4 separate regions of the Mus musculus genome follow, and regions 1, 2 and 3 are each linked to region 4. The links are chromatin contacts, called in public HiChIP or PLAC-seq and promoter capture Hi-C maps. All regions are on one chromosome and are shown on one strand. Each heading gives the region's core, a stretch centred on a gene start, on an enhancer-like site or on the middle of the called end of the contact. The rest is flanking DNA. Distances are from core to core; before and after follow the strand shown. Region 1 holds the start of Lamb2 (laminin, beta 2). Region 2 holds the start of Klhdc8b (kelch domain containing 8B). Region 3 overlaps Usp4 (ubiquitin specific peptidase 4 (proto-oncogene)). Region 4 holds the start of Apeh (acylpeptide hydrolase).

Region 1 (3,175 bases), core at 258-2,757, 390 kb before region 4:
ATCCCAGCGACGTGGCGGGGCCAGTGGGATTCCCGGGAAGTCAGCCCCGCAGTCATAGGAAAAATATCGGTACACGTGCCAGGTGCGGCCAAAGTCTGCAGAACGCTCCACCAGCATAGCAGCAGGCCGGAACGTCTGGATGGGGAAGGAGGACATGTCTGACTAGCAGGAACCAGGACTTCAGTCCAGCCTAGGTTACGGAGAGCTCTGCTTAGTCATGATCACTGCTGAGCATCTCAGACACATGGGAAAGACTAGGAAAGCCAGACCATGATCAGACCAGGGAGGACAGCCACCTCTGACAGGCAGGTTAAAATACCACGAGACCCAGAGAGACTGTATCTGACTTAGCCTAGGAATGGGGCACAAGAGAGCATGTGCAGAGGTGTTCAACTATGGAAGCCATGCAGGACGTGACCATGCTTCACACATAGAGCACAACACAGGAGCTCAGGGAAGCTTCGTTGTAGAGCTAGGACTCTGTTAGGGGGTACTGAGAAGCAAAGCAAAATCAGGCGGGTTCGCTGACGCGCAGGCACCTTGAACGTCATAATGAGGTGGGTGAAATGAAACTCAGCTTCCAGGTCCAGTTGGATGGTGACCATTGGAACCCCTGCAGCAGGAATAGGGGGTCAAGGTTCTGCGGTTACTGGTTACAAGCCCTAGTCATCCTGATGACCTACTCAGGGGCTCACCGTTCTCCGATTGCCACCAGGCTGTCCGGCGTTGTGGCGCAAAGCTGGTGACTACATTCTGGATCCGATGACTATTTGGGTTGTCTCGAGCAGAGAAGGGACGTCGGGAGTCACACAGGAAACACTTCTTTTCGTCCTGGATTGGGTGGAGTGTAGGATAGGTACCTTAGCTGGGGCCGACCCCACCCTGACCCAGCCCTCTCCTCTGGGGCCCCAGAAGCACCTGCAGGTGACTGACAATACAGTAGGGTTGAGGGCTATGCAAGCCACACGTGGATGAGGCCGTCAGTCTGTCCGCACGGCCCACCAACAGGTCACCGGTGGCTGGATAGCAGCTTCCTCGAGAACAGCCAGGTACATCCAAGGACGGGGCCTGGGCCAATGTGGCAGCCAGCACTGAGGACAGTGGGTCAATCAGCTCAGCAGGACTCCTGGTGACTAGCCCCATCCCTTGGGCCCCTGGGAACAGCCTGCCACCCCTGGACCTACCATCACATCCCACAACCTTAGGCCTCACCAGGCCCCCTCACCACTTAGAAGTAGGCCCAAGCGAAGTTCCCATGGCAAAGGCTGTCCCTGCCTGCCCCTCCCTGGTTCTCCTGAGGCCCACTCCATCCTGAAGAAAAGTAAAATAGAGATAAAGAGAGATAAAGAGTCCACAGACGAAAGCCCACCACCTCCCTTGGGGCTGATGCTGACCCGACCGTGTGGGTACTGGGCTGGTGTCCCTCCAGGCCCTCAATCTGTCCAGGGTCGGACCTAGCAGTCACTCCTCCACAATCTGAGAGACTCTGACGACTTTGAGTAAAGTTGGAAAGCAAGGGAAGGAAGTAAAACACGGAGTGGATCTAAAATAGGATTATAACTGAGGATAGCACCCCACCCCCTACCATACCCCTGCCCGCTGCAGACAACCCTCATCCTAAGAACCAGACTTTGGTTACTTCATCCACTTTCTTTTTAAGCTGAAGTTTATTTAGCAGATGTGTACTTAGCAAAGAAGCAGCTTAGTTCGAGGAACTAAAAGGGAGCATCCAAAAAGAAATTAGAGTAGGCTGCTCAAAGACAGAGCATCCTGGTCCACATATCTTCATCGGATCCCTTAAGTCCCGATGTGAACCAGGGGTTGCTGGCAAGCATGGCATTCAGGGGACAGGAAGAGGGCTCGTGGAGTTGGCGGGTGGCAGAGGTAAATCGAGAGGTTTGTGATCTTTGTGTATCAGGAAGGCAGATGGAAGGAGCTTATGGCCTTTGTCCTGGTGTCACTATGGAAACCACAAATCAGCCGCGGGGCTCCCAGGGTTACAGCATCAGTCGGGAGATGGATGGGAAAGGTGCAAGCTAGAATTCTATTGTACCTGTGGAAAGGTTTAGGACGCCCCAAAGGATAGACTAGGACTGAGCTCTCGGAGATACTGGAAAGGCCACGCACTACTGCCTGAAACAGAACTCCGAGGAACTCGACCGTCCATAAGCACTCCAGCAAATGGGTTGCGAGAAAGGTTGCCTGTTTCCTGATTAAAATGGGCTGTGGCTACTCAGTTACCCAGAGGATGGGTTCTGGGTGACAGACTCTGGACCACCAGCAACAAGTGAATCCGAATCTTGTGACTATTTATCCACGCCGGACTTTCCAGTCGCCTGGCAGCCCGGGAGCGGAGGGTTGGAATGCGCGCACCCACTAGGCGCGCGCCCCACCCAGACCCCTGGGACTTCAGGCGGGAAGAGGGTGGGTTCAGGTCCGTACGGCTTGCTTTGAGTGCCACCGCTATGAACAGACTGCTGGAGATCAAGCAAAGATTACTGGAAGCTGCAGGCGCCTGTGGGAAAGCTGAAAGTTCAGAGGAAACTTTCCGCCTCACAAAGGAGGATGGGGGCGGGGCAGTCAATCCGCTGATTTTCCCTGTCACTAGAGTAGACTCTCCTGTCACCTAGAGGAGTCCTGTGAGCAATCTAGGGAAGCTCTGGTATGCTAGAGGTGATAGGTCAGAATTTTAGATCACTCGATAAAGGGGCAGGATGGGGCTAAGGGCATTAGAGGGAGTTACATGATAGTTCTAGTCTCAAGGTTAGACGGCCAATGAGGGACATCATAGAGTCATATTTATTTATTTATTTATTTAGAGACAGGGTTATTTATTTATTTATTTATTTATTTATTTCGAGACAGGGTTTCTTTGTATAGCCCTGGCTGTCCTGGAACTCACTTTGTAGACCAGGCTGGCCTTGAACTCAGAAATCTGCCTGCCTCTGCCTCCCCAGTGTTGGGATTAAAGGCGTGCGCCACCATGCCCAGCTGTCCGTTTTGTTTTTTATTTCTGAGACAGAATCTCCTGTTTCTAGGGCTAACCTTGAACTCACCCCTCCTGGTTCTTCTTTAGTAAGAGATGTGTGTGCCCCGACATGTGCATGATATTCAGGGGATGAAGGCTTGGGATTCATGGATGCCAGGCACACTGTAGCACTTGAGCTGCGTGCCC
Region 2 (3,127 bases), core at 428-2,927, 360 kb before region 4:
AAGAAGTAGCAAGAGACGAGGTGGCAGATAACAAGGCAGTGGCATCTGGGGACAGATGGCTTCAGAATTCAGAGGGAGCAGAAAGAGATAGCCTTGACTTAGACTGGGAGACATTAAAAAGCAGATGCTTGTAAGTGGTAAACAGTAGGAAAGCAAGCAGAGGGGGCTTAGAACAGGGACAGTGGGGAACATGAGGACACGAGAACATGGGGTACATACCAGAGCCCCAAGTGAGGAGCAGCCTGAGGATGGGAGACTTGGCACTGAGTGGTAGAGAAGGGCCCTTTAGAGTCTGTGCAGTTTGAGGCCAGTCTTTGCGCCATCATTTCTAGACATGCCCTTCACTTCAAACTGACAACCACTGAGAGAGCTATAGGCTCTATTTAGTCATAAAGAAGGGTTCATCCACATTTTGGACAGTCAGAATTTTGGGCATGCAAAGGCATTAGTACTGTATGATCCCTGGGGATGTGAAGGTGGGTTTCTTAGGTCCCCTTGTTCTTGGGAGCAGTAACAATATAAGACCCATGTTTCTAGTCACCTCCCAGAATCCCCAGGTTGCAGTTACCCACGGTGGTAACTGATGGTACCTCCTTTATTGGCTGCTTTCCTTGGTCTTCTTGCTACTTCTCTGCGGGTGCTTCCTGGCTTCACCTCCTACACTAACCACACACACTTGTGTCACTGCCTCAAGATCTGCGTTGGGAAAATTAAGCTAAACACTGTACACAAAAGGGTCGGAATCAATGAGCAGACACAGACAAGTGCAGGAGCTGTTCACACAAGCTTTCCAACTGGAAGCTTCGGCTGATCAGAATGCTCACAAGATAGGCTGAGCCAAAGTGTGAATCAGAGGTAGGTGGATGCAGCTGGTCTTTGCTACTTTGTGGGTTTTTTTCCCACCCTTCATCCCCCAGTTTCAACCCCTATCACTAGATAGGAGAGAAAGAAGGATAGAGGGGAGAGATAAATAGAGGTCCTTGAATCTAATTTCTTTTGACAACTAACAAACTGCAACTAGTCCCCTCCCCACTGATGGCCAACAACCACCCATCCACCCCCCAGGGCTCTCAAACTTATATCCTCTGAGAAGTACCCAGAATTCCAAACATAACACAATCACAGAAACTATGTGCAGCTGGCAAAACCCTGCTTTTGCTAGAACACAGGCAAATCGTAGTCAGCTGCTGGGAAGCAGCCCCGTATCTCCACACCTGGCATTAAAACAAAAACATATTCCTATACGATTTCTCTGATGTTAAAAGAAATCAAAATTTCAGAATTCTCACTCCAGGGGAGTCTTTGTCACACCAGTTTGCTATCACATGACCACGGAGTTGGCTAGAGATGAGCTCTGTACCCTGAAGATGAACAGTCACCCAACCTCTGAGTAGTAGCCCCAGAGTAGCATTAGGCAGAGAGACTCCTGGCATCTGGCTGATTGTGCACATCCACTGCTCGGATCGAAGCAAAAATAACCTACTTTTCTATAAAGAAGGTCTAGATAGGCCCCAAGGCTAGTACAGTCTGCCCCTCCACCCTACAAGCTGCTAGTCTCCATATACACTAAGGGATCTTTTCTGTGTCCTGCTTTGTGTCATGGTTAGGACAGCTCGGCTGGGCTCCCCAACCAGAGGCCCAGGCTACAGCCCTAGTGGCCTCTAGGGGGCGCCGCTGGGAAGCTTGTGGTTTGGCACCTCCAAGCTCAGTTGTGATGGGCGGACTCCGACCCCTAAAGGCCCCAGGTTCCACTGGCTAGCCCCTGGCTGATTGTACCCAGAGTGGATCCGACTCACAACGACACCCGCCTCCGATCCCACCATACCGGTGTTGTGTTGCTCGCCGCTGCCTCATTTCTATCATCGCCCCAGGTAGAGCCCTAAATCCTGGCCGGCCGGATGTCCATATGCCTGTCTGTTCATTTTGGGTGACCGTGGGTCGGTGCGCCCTACTCCTGCCGTGGCATGTGCAGAGTTAAGGCGGGAGGAGGTTTCCCCGAATCTGGGGAGGGGGGAGCGAGGGGCGGACCCGGTCCAGCCCCGCCCCACGCCGGAGCGGTGCGGGAGCCCCACCAGAGCCCAGCTTCAGCCCTAGCCGGAGCCAGCGGAGGCGGAGGCGGAACAGCGGACCCCGTGCCCTGGCGACATTTGAGATCCAGCAGGTGAGTCCCGCGGGAACCTCGCGCAGGGGAAGTTTGGGGCATGAAGGATAGAACCTTAATTAAACCCACTAGCCAGACCCGCCCCCCACTCTCCTTTGAGTTGGAAGTTTGGGGCCAGGAGGCCGTCCCTGTTAAATCCCGGGACTGAGAGTGGAGACCCCCAGCATACACATAGAGACATAGACACAGAGAGATACACACACAGCAAAAGGGGAGGCTAAGGAATGTGCTCTTGGGTGGGGGGTGTCAGGAATCCAGCCGTTTATTCCTACAGGAAAAGCCCTGGACTCAGGGACCTTCTAATCCTGTGCTCAAGAGATTCTCTACACCAGCCTTTTAAAACCTCCTCAGCAGGGAATCTGCTGGCATCGCCACACCCATAAAGGATGGACTTCAAAGGGAGTGTGGAATCCTGGAGTCTAGCCCCTTTGGGTCTCGCATATGAGACTGGCCTTTTGCTGATATAAATGGTTATACCTTGTAGAAGATCCTTCTTGTAAGGACTACAGGATGAGGGACCCTGATGGCTGGACCCAGGTTGTTGAAGGCACACTAGATGCCAGTGTGTAGAGGATGCAGAACTCTCTTGGAGCACTGAGATAAGACTTGTTGGGACAGGAAGCACGCTAGGATGGAGATTTGGGCTCTATCTTCCCTTCCACTCTAAATTGATCAAGTTACTATTTGCTAGTTCTTAAGGTTGGGGAGGGAAGAATCCCTCATGTTCCCACAAGAACCGAGAACGCCTTCTGGGTACCTGGAATCTATTCTTCCCACTATAGAAGGACCTTCACCAGTAGAGTGTTAGTCAAAGGTGTGGGTCTTTCTGCACGAGTGGTTTTGGGCCTGGCCTGCCTTCAGCTACATGTTGTTCATCTGTTTCTTGACAGTGGCCCTGACCCTTTGTTTTCTGCCTCCCCTCCAGGTCAAGGCAAGATCCCTTGGACTGGGCAGACACACCCATCC
Region 3 (3,303 bases), core at 154-2,653, 270 kb before region 4:
TAGGAGCAAGCTATCACCCTTACGTCGTCCAAGACCTCACCCTAATCCTCCTTCCTTTCTCAAAGCCTCTAAACTACAAGTAGAAAAATAAAGGAGCTTAACACACACACACACACACACACACACACACACACACACAGAGCCACAATATCAGATCCCTCCCCATCTCTTGTCCTGACGGAATCCCGACAGCTATTTCGTGCATGAATGTCAAGCAGGCTGCTTAAAAACTGGGGCTTTGGAATGAGAAACCGGCTTTCCACCTACTTCAGAACAAGCCTTCCCTCTTCCCTTCCTCTGCACCTATGAGCCAGGTACATGGGGGAGAAGACTCACTTACTTTGACTGCAGGCTCTGCCGGGGCCATGTGCCATCTTCATTTTGGGGCTCAATTACTAGCACCTGAGTGAAAGGGGAAACCAGATGAGCACAATGCAACAAACCCTACTGCTGACATGCTTACTGCCAGAAGCCTTCATGACACACACCCCAGTCAGAGTTGCCTGTCTGGGCATGGGTTGGGCCCGCTTACCTGACCCTGGTACAGCCCAGCATCCTGGATAGTGTTGTCTAGCTTGCTCAACTGCTCATAGGTGTTGCTCATGTATTTGTTCCAAAGCCGTGTTTCACGTTCTGCAGGGATGTTGAAGAGCTTCCTCATCTCCTTCTCAATAGTTGCTAAGAACAGGCAAAAACATCACTCAGGATTGTCTCCAGAAATAAAGTTAAAGAAACCCTAGAATTCACTAATACCAGAGGGTGGCCTTGAACTCCCCCTCCTTCTACTGCCACACAGGCATGCGCCACTACAGCTGGCTCTGTTTGTCATCAGGTCAGGAAAAACTCATGTTAAGGCAAGCTGGGTAGTGGTGGTGCTCACCTTTAATCCCAGCACTTGGGAGGCAGAGGCAGGCAGATTTCTGAGTTCTAGGCCAACCTGGTCTACAGAGTGAGTTCCAGGACAGCCAGGGCTACACAGAGAAACCCTGACTCAAAAAAACAAACAAAAAAAAAAAGAGGAAGGGAAGAAGAAAGATGAAAAGATAAAGAAAGAAAAGTAACATAAAAGTTAGAAAACTGGAAGCTAGGTCGTGGTGGCACACAACTTTCTGTCTCAGAAAACAAACAAGAAGAGAAGCTTGTTCTATGATCATTACTGTTAGACAAACACACACACACACACACAACCTTCTGAGTTTATTTCACCAATTTTAGATGGAGTGGGCGAGGCCACAGGAGAGATCTGAGAGAGCAGGGGAGGGGTGGAGTAAGGAGAGAGAAGGGGAGTGATGTAATAAAGTTTTAAGGAAGAAAAAGTGACCTCGGAGCCAGGATACATACAGCCCAGCCCATGGTTTAGCAATGGATTTGATGATGCACAGGATCATGAGTTTGAGGTCATCTGAGCTACACAGCAAGGCTTCATCTCAAAGAAAGTGGGTGCTAGGCAGAGTGGACAGAGGATGTGGTTTAGTGTAGAGCCCTTGCTCAGCATGAGTGAAAGGTCCTGAGATTGACCCCCAGCTCCCCAAAACAACAACCAACCCAAACAGAATCAGCCATTCTCCCCTGAGATTGTTAGGGTTTCTTTTTTTTAATTAATTTTTATATGTATAAATGCGTTTTTGACTGTATGTATGTTTGTACACTAAATGTGTTTGATACCCTCAAGAGGCCAGAGGCTGTGGGTCCATGGGACTGGAGTTAAAGAGAGTGTGGTGGTTTGAATGACAATGGCCCCCATAGGTTCATGTCTTTGAATGTGTGGCTCCCAGGTAGAGGAACCGTTTGGAAGGATTAGGAAGTGTGGCCTGTTGGAGAAGGGGATCCCTGGGAGGCTTCGAAAGCCCTCACTAGGCCTTGTGCTGCTCATGCTCTCTCCTCCTCTCCGAGGTCAGTATGGAAAGCCTGCAGATCAGTATGAAAATACTGTTGCAGCACCACGCCAGTGTGTTTCCTGCCATGACGCTCGCTCAGGGACTAATCCTCTAAAACTGTAAGCAAGCCCCCAATGAAATGTTTTCTTTTATAAGTGTTGCCTTGGTCTTGGTGTCTCTTCACAGGAATTAAACAGTAACTAAGGCAATTGTAAACTGCCACGTAGATACTACAAATTCAGTCTAACTCCTCTGGAAGAATAACCAGTGCTCTTAATCACTGAACCATCTCTCCAGCCACTGTTATGTCTTCTGTGTATGGTATGTGATTTGTTAGTGCTGGTATATGCATAAGCATGTGTGTGGGTGGGTGTCATTGTGGGGACCAGAGGCCATATTTAGGTATCTTTCCATCCCTTCCCATCTTTTATTTTCTGAGACAGGATCTCTCTGTGAATCTAAAAGTTCATTGATTTACCTGGGAGTGGTGACCAATGAGCTTCAGGAATCTACCTGCTTGTCTCACGTTCCCCAGTACTAAGGTTTAAGATACATACCACACCTGGATTTCCTATATGGTAGGGATCTGAACTCAATTCCTCATGCCCGAACAGCGGGCCCTTACCTGTTAAACCATCTTCCTAGCCTTTCCTTTTTTTCCTCTTTGAAATAGGCTCTCACACTGGCCTTAAACTCTTGGCAGATCCTCATGCCTCTGCACTCCAAGTGCTGGGATTACAGGTGTTAGACACCATGCCCAATTCAAGTAGTAAAGGCTTTTATTGGTTTTGTTTGGTTTTTGTTCTGAGACCATGAGTGCGATCCCTAGGATCATATAAACCAGGCACTTAGGAGGTGGAGACAGGGAGATCAGGAATACAAGGTTATGCATGACTTTATACAGAGTTCAGGCCTGCTTGAGCTACTTTGCTGGCCATTTTGCTTGCCCAAGTACTGTTCTATAGAACACAGTTCCCAGGTCTGGTTCCTCATAAACATTCCCTCACGAAGACTTCCAAGTCAGGACTGAAGACCACAGATGAGTAACAATAGTGAAAGAAAACAACACAGGTTCCCTCTCATCAACTACAATACCCTGTATACTTTCACCAGACATGCAGAACCCTGCCAGCTGCTTACCAATGGTGTCTGCTTTGCTAAAATGGCAACTTAGCACATTGGTGGGGTCACTGTTCTCACAGAGCTTCAGCTCCAGCAAATACACTTCCACTTTGCAGTGCTTGACAAACAGGCCATGCTCCACAACCTGTAAGCAAGAGAGGCAAAGGTGAAGGAGCGGTGGTGGACATCTGGACAGTCCTGGAAGCAACATGGCTCAGCACCAGAAGGCTAAAGAGAAAGAACCCAGGAGAAAGAACCTTCTGTCAGGAATTGTTTGTTTCTGAGATAAGGTCTCACTATGTAG
Region 4 (3,148 bases), core at 626-3,125:
GGTCAAATCAATTCCTCTCAAGTGTGGTACCCTAGAGAGTGGTGGCCATCTACATTTTCTCCCTCTAGCTTCTATGTCTTGTTTTTGCTTTCCCTCCCCTCCTCCTCCCCTCTCTCTCCTTCTCTCTGTGAGGGGGGAGAGTGCTGTACAAAGTCAAACAAACAAGTTTACATTGTAAGTGCAATGACCCGAGTCCTCCACATGACCTTGTGAATTGTGTGCCGTCCTCCTGTGCTCTGTGAGAACTCGTGGTACTTCAGTGTCCCTCCCCTGTACTGTGACAAGGTATTTCTGTGGTATCAGAATAAAAGGACTTGATATAAACAACCTTCAGACAGTCTCGGGGTGATTTCTGAAGTGGGAACACTTAGCCAAACAGGTAGATGCCAACGTTTGTGACAGTATTCTCCACGATTAAAGAAAAAAATGAGAAAGAGCAAAATTTCAGAAATGTTGGCACAATTGAGGCGGAGTCAACACCAAGCCATTCAAACATGACCCTCCAGGAAGGTGCAAAGGCTTGTCCTAAGCCACCAGACAGTTTTCAGGATCCTGGTTCCCAGGAGCTAGATGGGCAAGTGCTGCCCCCTGGTGCTATCAAACAAGCTTTACATCTGCCTACCTTGTTCGAAACTCCCCCCCCCCCCCCAGTCCCCCATGGCTGAGACTTTAATCCTTAGTATAGTCAAGAATAGTTCAAGCTGGATATCATAGCCCACACATTTAATCCCAGCTCTTGGGAGACAGAGATAGGTGGGTCTCTGTGAGTTTGAGGCCAGAACTACGTAGAGAAACTAAACAAATATAAGTTAAGCAGCACTAGAAAATAAGAAACAGAGATTAAAGAGTATCAATTTTGCCTCAAGTAAGAAAGAAAGCACTCATTCAAGGGGGCCCATAGCTGGTCTAAAAGACCAGCCACTCTCAAGCTATATGGAGGAGGGGGAGATACCTACTGTTGCCCAACCACTCTTGCTCTCTGCTGTCACCTAAGTCAACCTAGTCCTGTGTCGTGTGCAGGAGACTGTCTGCCTAGGCTCTTCTTTCCACAGCACGCTCGCTGCTCTTAGGTGAAGTCTGACCCTCCACATCGGCCCTTGGAGTAGGTTGAGACCCAGTCGGCTCACGATCCGCAGCAAGGAGCTTCTGAGAAGGGCGGGTTAAGGCTGTGGCAACAGATAGCTTTAGGGGCAAGTCTGGTGATTGATAAGCCAGGGTAGCACCCAGAGAGTTCAGCACCGCCCTTTGCCCGGCGCCCCAGGGCTCCACCCGGGAACCTAAGTTTCCCACTCCTAATCGCCTGGCTTGCAGTAGATGGGGAGAGCGCTGAAAGAGATCCCTGCGACTGAGGCGCCCCGCAACATTCCGCTTTCACAGACCCGCTAGTCTCTGTATTCGGTTCCCACCCGTCCCCGCCCCCGCCCCCGCCCCCTCATCCTTAAGGATCATTAGTGTTCCTCCGAAGCCCCACCCTTCGAACGCTCAGGGCTTTCTCTCTGATCCCGCAGCTTTCAGCTCACAGTCGGCTGGAGTCCAATCCTACTTCCTTCACTCCTCCCAGACCTGCCCTGTCTCTGAACACCGGCTCTGTATTCTGCTGCTATACGTCCGCCCTCACTCCTCGGAGCCTCCCCTCTCTAAAAATCCCAGGACTCGACTCCCTGATTCTGCCTCCCACTTGCCTAGTCTTCGACTGAATTTTTGTTTCCCGCTCCTCCCCTCCGGGCGGCTCCTTCGTAGGCCCCGCCTTCTTACTATCCAGGCCCCGCCCCCTGCCGACTGGCCGGAGCTTATACAGGGCCCTGCGGGTCCCAGGTCGCCACTGAGTGTAGCGGAAACTGGGGACCGCCTTAGGCCCCGCCCCCGGAGCTTCACTTCCGGGACTTAGCTGCTACCGAAAGACCGACTATGGAGCGTCAGGTGAGGGCTCGGCCCGTGGCCCCCGTGGCCTCCGTAGCCCGGGCTGAGCCTGACCCTGGTGTGTCCCCTGCGCAGGTGCTGCTGAGTGAGCCCCAGGAGGCGGCAGCGCTGTACCGGGGCCTTAGCCGCCAGCCTTCGCTGAGCGCCGCCTGCCTGGGCCCGGAGGTCACCACGCAGTATGGGGGCCTCTATCGGACTGTGCACACTGGTGTGTAGACCGAGGGAACTGGGTGGCGACGGGCCGTGCATCCAGGTGGAGAGATGGGGACTGTGGAGGGCACGCTGCTTGACACGGGTTTGGGGAGGAAACCCAACTGTAGTTCCTGCGCACAGGTGTTTTGGGGGCTGCACTAGCCTTACTGATAAATAATTCCGTAAATGAGTTGAAGGTGTGGGAGTAAAATTCAGACCTGAGTGCAAGGTGTGGGCCTCGCAGGACTCTCCGGCCCTTACATTCTACAACCCAACAACAGCTATGTTGCCCTTAAAATTCTGTGGTTGGTAGTGGGTTCTCTCTGACCGTCAGCTCAGGCTCTGGGAGCCTAGGCTTAGGTTATATTAAGTGAAGTGTTGTCCAGGCTATACTCAGGCTGTCCGGAGACAGACTGGGAAAGATAGGCCTTGATTGGTGGGCAGTGGTCCAAACTGGCCCAGACAAGTTGAGCAGCCCCCTGCCTCCCTTGCAGAGTGGACTCAGAGGGACTTGGATCGAATGGAGAACATCCGATTCTGCCGCCAGTACCTAGTGTTCCATGATGGAGACTCGGTGGTGTTTGCCGGGCCTGCGGGCAACAGTGTGGAAACCCGGGGGGAGTAAGTGTGACAGGAGCAGTCTGTAGACAAGACCGCAGCCACCTGCCTTGCTAGCCTTTCATAAATGTCGCCATGTGTCCTTAGGGTGTTGTGCTCTGTGCCTATCCCCTTCAGGGACAACTTTGGGTGGCTTCAGGGGAGCAAAGAGCAAGGTGCCTGACCCCTGAGAGCTTGTCTGGTCTCTGGAGACATGGCCTGATAAATACTAGGAGCTTCTTCTAAACTAGGGCCTAGGTCCCTAGGACTCTGGAGACAGTCGAGTCAGTAACCTAAGGAAGAGAAAAAAGGCCAGCCAGCTTGAGGCTGGGAGTGCTTCATGGGCTGGTATGATTTCAGAGTCCCAGTTAGCTGGGAGATAGCCTCCTGTGCGGCCAATTCTGATTTTATAACGCCAGACCTAAAAGGGCTTATAAAG

The links. Promoter capture Hi-C pulls out the DNA fragments that hold promoters and counts their contacts. HiChIP or PLAC-seq counts read pairs in DNA pulled down with a chosen protein or histone mark.
Region 1: a promoter capture Hi-C map of hippocampal neurons shows a contact between it and region 4, with 4 times the contacts expected there. The contact joins the promoter of Lamb2 here to the promoter of Apeh in region 4. A contact is called at or near these places in 13 of 39 promoter capture datasets (the 3T3-L1 cell line, the C10 cell line, the HPC-7 cell line and 7 more), 2 of 484 Hi-C or Micro-C datasets (the G1E-ER4 cell line and large pre-B cells), 8 of 115 datasets of contacts at active chromatin or transcription factors (bone marrow-derived macrophages, effector CD8 T cells, embryonic stem cells and 1 more) and 5 of 9 other capture datasets (adipose tissue, embryonic stem cells, liver and 2 more).
Region 2: a contact with region 4 is called in a promoter capture Hi-C map of liver, with 9 times the contacts expected there. The contact joins the promoter of Klhdc8b here to the promoter of Apeh in region 4. A contact is called at or near these places in 21 of 39 promoter capture datasets (the 3T3-L1 cell line, 3T3-L1-derived adipocytes, the C10 cell line and 12 more), 3 of 484 Hi-C or Micro-C datasets (the G1E-ER4 cell line, the N1E-115 cell line and large pre-B cells), 10 of 115 datasets of contacts at active chromatin or transcription factors (the SCID.adh cell line, bone marrow-derived macrophages, effector CD8 T cells and 4 more) and 5 of 9 other capture datasets (adipose tissue, embryonic stem cells, liver and 2 more).
Region 3: an H3K4me3 HiChIP or PLAC-seq map of bone marrow-derived macrophages shows a contact between it and region 4, with 2.4 times the contacts expected there. The contact joins the enhancer-like site here to the promoter of Apeh in region 4. A contact is called at or near these places in 2 of 39 promoter capture datasets (cranial neural crest and pre-B cells), 1 of 484 Hi-C or Micro-C datasets (erythroblasts), 2 of 115 datasets of contacts at active chromatin or transcription factors (bone marrow-derived macrophages and embryonic stem cells) and 3 of 9 other capture datasets (embryonic stem cells, liver and pancreatic islet).

What each region holds. Positions count from the first base shown.
Region 1 is chr9:108,478,194-108,481,368 of GRCm38.p6, reverse strand. It overlaps Lamb2 (laminin, beta 2), which reads right to left and starts at 1,507. Exons shown (of 33, transcript NM_008483.3): 1 at 1,395-1,507; 2 at 1,226-1,311; 3 at 919-1,091; 4 at 696-831; 5 at 540-613; 6 at 1-135. The coding sequence starts at 1,310.
Region 2 is chr9:108,451,351-108,454,477 of GRCm38.p6, reverse strand. Klhdc8b (kelch domain containing 8B) reads left to right here and starts at 1,677. Exons shown (of 6, transcript NM_001359428.1): 1 at 1,677-2,161; 2 at 3,087-3,127. It also overlaps a transcript of Ccdc71 not described here.
Region 3 is chr9:108,359,936-108,363,238 of GRCm38.p6, reverse strand. Usp4 (ubiquitin specific peptidase 4 (proto-oncogene)) reads right to left here. Exons shown (of 22, transcript NM_011678.2): 4 at 3,018-3,144; 5 at 533-678; 6 at 341-402. Among named protein-coding and RNA genes, the nearest start is that of Usp4, 14 kb to the right of the region's middle. Within about 2 kb of position 1,403, at least 6 of the 459 cell types and tissues checked have an H3K27ac peak or open chromatin away from gene starts, as enhancers often do. A contact at or near this core is called in bone marrow-derived macrophages, where this site is marked.
Region 4 is chr9:108,093,207-108,096,354 of GRCm38.p6, reverse strand. Apeh (acylpeptide hydrolase) reads left to right here and starts at 1,875. Exons shown (of 22, transcript NM_146226.2): 1 at 1,875-1,920; 2 at 1,996-2,128; 3 at 2,607-2,733. The coding sequence starts at 1,909. It overlaps Bsn (bassoon), which reads left to right. Exons shown (of 12, transcript NM_007567.2): 12 at 1-333.